2 separate regions of the Mus musculus genome follow, and region 2 is linked to region 1. Evidence: chromatin contacts called from public Hi-C data. All regions are on one chromosome and are shown on one strand. The core of a region is the stretch at or near the end of the contact, and the rest is flanking DNA. Distances in the headings are between cores, read along the strand shown. Region 1 overlaps Shoc2 (Shoc2, leucine rich repeat scaffold protein). Region 2 overlaps Shoc2 (Shoc2, leucine rich repeat scaffold protein).

Region 1 (2,700 bases), core at 174-2,673:
GTTCCATCTGCTAGGAACCACTACTCTGCTCTCCATTTCTATTGTTTTATCATGCTAGGAATGTTCGATAAATGGAATTATAGCGTATGCCACCCTTTTTTGAGATTGGCATTTTGATGAGGCATGATGCCCTTGAGATTCAGGTTGTTACATACACCAGTAGTTTGCTCCTGTTTATTGTTCTGTAGTGTTCCCTTGTATAGCTCTATCAGGGTTTATTTAACTGGTCGTTAAAAGGCATTTGGGTTATTCCCAGTTTTGCCATCATAGTTAAAATACATAACAGCAGTGGTGGACAGACTTTTGTGTCAATGTGTTTTAATTTCATAGGAATAAATGTCAAGATGAGCTGCAGTTATATGGTGTAAGATAATGTGGTGTGCACAGTACAGTATATGGTGTGTTCTAGAGTGGCTGGACCAGCACCCTTTTACCTTCAGACCACAGCTAAAGGTAACATTTGGCTGTGATTTTGATTTTACTTCAGGTGTTCCGCTAGATATATAATGATGTGTCGTTTTGATTATCATTTTTATAAACTACTGTTAGTATTATGTATATGACTGTAGACAAATGAGTTTCTCAGAGCCAGGCGGTGGTGGCGCACACCTTTAATCCCAGCACTTGGAAGGCAGAAGCAGGCGATTTCTGAGTTCGAGGCTAGCCTGGTCTACAGAGTGAGTTCCAGGACAGCCAGGGCTACACAGAGAAACCCTGTCTCACAAAAAAAAAAAAAAAAAAAAAAAAAAAAAAAAAAAAAAAAAAAAAAAAAAGACAAAAACCAAACAAAACAAAAAAAAGAAAAAAGAAAAAAAATGAGTTTCTCAGAAAGATCATCACCTTTTTAATACGGTGTACACTCAGTTTCTGATTGGGTGCTCTAATTTCTTTTTCCCTCTTTCTTTTGCTGTCTTTTCAAAGGCTCTCTTCTTCAGTCTGGCCTGTACAGTATAGTTAGTCCTTTATATATTTTTTCCATTCTTGGCCTTCTAAATTCTCTCAAGTTAATTAATTTAGGGATAAAGTATAGATTACTACCAAGGACAGTTTGGGGAAAGAACCTAACTCTAGTTTTAGAGGAGATTGTTATTATTGTTGATATGTCTCTGATGCTAATTTTCTTTTTAAGGTTTATTTATTTTATTTATGAGTTCACTGTAGCTGTCAGACACACCAGAAGAGGGCTTTGGATCCCATTACAGATGGCTGTGAACCGCCATGTGGTTGCTGGGATTTGAACTCAGGACCTCTGGAAGAACAGTCAGTGCTCTTAACTGCTGAGCCATCTCTCTAGCCCTCAGCTGCTAAATTTATTTGCCTTTCATTTATGTCTGTATGTGTTCCTTTTTGCTTCTTTCTTCAAAAGCTATCATCTTGCTGTCAACGATTAAGTTTGCTTCTGCCCTTCCACTGTGTATAATTGGAGATAACGATATCTCAACTGCTTTCTGGTGCTCGTATCTCCAAATAAATATGCTTTCTCTCAGTCCATTCTAATCTACTTGAAAAAAGAACCCTCTTCTTTCTCTAAGACTGAGTTTTATGCTAGTATATGCACCCTTTTCTCTACTGCAAGCTGCAGTAGCTGAACTGACTGCTCTAAGAATTACCATTACTACTGTGTGTGCATGGTGTGTGGTAGAGGATAGAAGCTCACGTCCCATGTGCATGTGTAGAGGTCAGAACATAACCCTGGCGGCTCTTTTCCTCCTGTGTTCTGGGGATAGCTCAGCTTGCCAGGCTTACACGGTAGTAGCCTTGCTCACGTGCTCCCGTGTTGCTTCTTTGCCAGGAGGTTTACTCAGTTCACGTGTGTTTCTTTATGAGCCTTTCTTCATCTATCCATCCCAAAATGTTTACCTCTCTACTAGTGTTTTTATTTATATTCTATGTATATACTTTTAAAGATTATTTGTTAGCAGTTTCATACGTGTGTGTAGCACACTGTGGTCACACTTAACACTGCTGTTCTCTTATCCCTTAGCAAACACCATTAATCCTTCTCCCACCACCACGACCCCATCCTACTTTAATTTTTCTTAATTAAAATTTTTTGATAAATTCATGCATGCTATTGTTTTTATATCATTTCCACTCTCCTCCCTACTCCAATTCCTCTTATATGCCAAAGCTTGGTATAGCGGGTCAGTAGTAGATCATTTTTAGCTTCCTGAGGATTCTCCACACTGATTTCCATACTGATAATACCAGGTTGTAGTCCTACCAACAGTGAGTGGGTTTCTGCCTTTCTCTAGATCCCCACTAGCATTTGTTGTTGGTTGTTTCCTTGATGTTCACTTTTCTGACCTTTGCATGATAAAAATCTCAAAGGAGCTTTAATTTGCATTTCCCACATTGCTAAGGATATTTAACATTTTTAAAGATACCCATTTTTATTGTTTCTTTTGAGAATTCTGTTCAGACCCCTTGCCCATTTTTTGATTGGGTAGTTAATATTTATTTATTTTTAAACTTTTTGATTGACTCTTTGTGAGTTTCACATCATGCAGCCCAATCCCACTCATCTTTCCATCCCTTCATAGTCACCCTCTCCCTTCGCAACGGCCATACAGAGTAAAATAAAAATAAATAAATAAAACAAAGCATGAGAAACATCTTGTCTTGAGAGCTGTAATGTCTGTCCTGCTCTTGTTGTTGACGTCTTTGTTCTGGGCATCTTTAATTGCAATGAGCAATTTA
Region 2 (2,700 bases), core at 131-2,630, 56 kb after region 1:
CTTCTCCCAACTCTTCCATAAGAGTCCTTGAGCTCCATACAATGTTTAGCTGTGGGTCTGCATCTGTTTCAGTCAGCTGCTGGGTGGAGCCTCTCATGGACAGTTATGCTAGGCTCCTGTCTGCAAGCATAGCAGAGCATCATTGATAGTGTCAGGGATTGGTGCTTGCCCATGGGATGGGTCTCAAGTCTGGTCTGTCACTGGTTGGCCGTTCCCTCAATCTCTGCTCCATCCATCTTTGTCATTTCATTTCTTTTAGACAGGACAAAGTTTGTGTCAGAAGTTTGTTTCCCCTTCTAAGCGAGATTTCAAGCATCCTCATTTGGGCTTTCCTTCTTTTTTAACTTATTTGGGTCTATGGGATGTCTCATGGGTATTTTGTACTTTATGGCTAATATCCACTTATCAGTGAATACATACTATGCAGGTCCAGGTTACCTCTCTCTGGATGATTCAGTTCAAGGTGTCAGATCTAATTCTAAGAACCAGATTGTCTGGATTTTTGTCCTATAATAGTGATAATTCAGAATAGTCCAGATGGAAGACCTCATATTATTTAATGTTACCTACTTTTTAAATTGTAACACACCCAGAATTGATCTCTTAGCACATTAATTAGGGTTTTTTTTTTTTTTTTTTTTTTTTTTGTCCTTCTCAGTGTGACTTTTTTCTTTTACAGATTGGACCTTGTATTGTAACCTTCAAAAATTTTTATTTATTCTCTTTGTATACGTAACTGTCGCTGTCTTCAGACACCCCAGCAGAGGACATCAGATCCCATTACAGATGGCTGTGAGCCACCGTGTGGGTGCTGGGAATTGAACTTAGCTCTAGGAGAACAGTCAGTGCTCTTTAACTGCTGAGCCGTCTTTCCAGCCCATATCGTAGGCTATTGACCTGGTATTTGCTATGTAGCTGAAGCTGGCCCTGCAAATGTGGCTTTCCCTTGCCTTAGCTTCCTGAGTGCTGAGATTACAGGTGTGCCTCTGTGTCCAGATAGATTCTGGAGGAGATGCCTTTTGGGTGATTTTGTCACCATATTAGATAAAGACTGAGTCCCTGTAAAGTTTAAATATTTGAAAAATATGTCATTTTATATTCAGATTTATTGTTAGTGAAGGAAGACTAATAATTCTTGAGCTGCTAGGATATAGACATAGGTGCTTATTTTCATATTTAATATTGTATAACTGAACTCAGTCAGTCTATTAGCATTTATTATATTGCAAATAAAGTAAAGTACAGTAAATGCCCCCCTGTCCCTTCCCTGTTTAACCCATAATGAGAGCTGACCTTTTATCTGTGTCTTAAGCAGGGCCTGGGGCCCCACGAAGCTTTCCCATGTCTTGGGCAGGGGAGTATGTGCTAAGCCCTGTTTATACTTGGGTTAAGAGGGTTATAAAAAGGACAGCTCTCTTCAGAATATGAGAGGTGTGTGACTATGTCTACCTGTGCCTGTTCTCAGCCCCGGGGAAGCCTTTGATTAGCCTGCCCAACTATGGGAAATCATTAAGTCTTACTTAGAGTCATCTATGTGCTTTTTGGAAACAGCATCTTTCCAGTGTAAATGTGTGACTCTGTTTGTAACTTGGAATCAATAGGGAAAACAATAAGATCCATTAAAGGCCACTTAGGACCTGTGCAAGCTGAGTAGAGACAGGAATCATGACAGCAGTTTGTAGTAAAGGCCCATTTTATTCTTGAAATCAGAGCTGGTAAAAGTGAGTGCATTTTCTACTTGTAGACATATACACAGAAAGAAAAAGCTTTAGAAACATTGAGCACATGTGAAACTAAGAGCTGTGCATACATGGTTTCAATTACTCTTCCATGTAACCCTTCAGTTTGAGGGGCAGGCATTGTATAAATAGGAAATAAGAATTAAGGAAGGTTTGGGGCCAATTTCAGATGAATTAAATATTATCTGAAAATATGAAGAAAGTGGATTACGTAATTATCTACTTAGAGTTAACAAAAGCTGTTACATTTTATGTAAGATTGGAAGCTATAGCCCCCAACATTTCCCAGTTGACATAAAAAATGGAAGCCTGACTAACTTCTTGTTAGAATAACATTTATGGCAAAAACCTAGGAAAACTTTAATAGATTGAAAATGTTTTTCTTGAATTGACTATCCTGCAAGGTGTTCTTAATTATCACGTTTGCCAGTTCATCTAACAACTGACATGTCTAGAGGAGCCTTTTAGCCGTGCATATAAAAAGCAGGTTTGCATTTCTGCTCCATTCCATCATCACTCAGCTATTCCACACCTTCTGCTGGCCTTGCTGCTCATACAGCGCACGCCTCAGACACCATCTTACCTCATACACCTCATCATACCTCATACACCTCATCATACCTCATACACCTCATCATGACACCATCTTCAACTGTCTGATGGCCAGCTGCTTCAGGCTTGATCCCACGTGCACGTCAGTACAGAGTTGTTTCTAAACTGTAGTCCAACAGCTTTGTCTTTGAGTATCTCATCTTGACTTCTTCATCTGTTTCCAGGTATTCCATTGGTCTCCCTTTGAGTATAGGGATTTAAATTTTAAGCACTTAGTACATACTAGCAACTCTTTTTTGTTTTATCTCTTCTAGTCTTCACTTGAGCTTATATGACAATATTATTTCCACAGTGAACAAACCATGGTTCAGAAAAATAACTGGTTAAAATCACAAGGTATTAAAAGATA

The links. A called contact is a pair of places that touch in the nucleus more often than the background predicts.
Region 2: a contact with region 1 is called in a Hi-C map of rod photoreceptor, with 2.0 times the contacts expected there. The contact joins two enhancer-like sites. A contact is called at or near these places in 1 of 15 datasets of contacts at CTCF or cohesin (CD8 T cells), 14 of 484 Hi-C or Micro-C datasets (3T3-L1-derived adipocytes, the C2C12 cell line, the HPC-7 cell line and 9 more) and 1 of 115 datasets of contacts at active chromatin or transcription factors (embryonic stem cells).

Annotation. Positions count from the first base shown.
Region 1 is chr19:53,963,713-53,966,412 of GRCm38.p6, forward strand. All of the region lies in intron 1 of Shoc2 (Shoc2, leucine rich repeat scaffold protein), which reads left to right. Among named protein-coding and RNA genes, the nearest start is that of Shoc2, 20 kb to the left of the region's middle. Within about 2 kb of position 1,424, at least 11 of the 459 cell types and tissues checked have an H3K27ac peak or open chromatin away from gene starts, as enhancers often do. A contact at or near this core is called in rod photoreceptor, where this site is marked.
Region 2 is chr19:54,019,736-54,022,435 of GRCm38.p6, forward strand. The region is part of intron 4 of Shoc2 (Shoc2, leucine rich repeat scaffold protein); the gene reads left to right. Among named protein-coding and RNA genes, the nearest start is that of Adra2a, 24 kb to the right of the region's middle. Within about 2 kb of position 1,381, at least 2 of the 459 cell types and tissues checked have an H3K27ac peak or open chromatin away from gene starts, as enhancers often do. A contact at or near this core is called in rod photoreceptor, where this site is marked.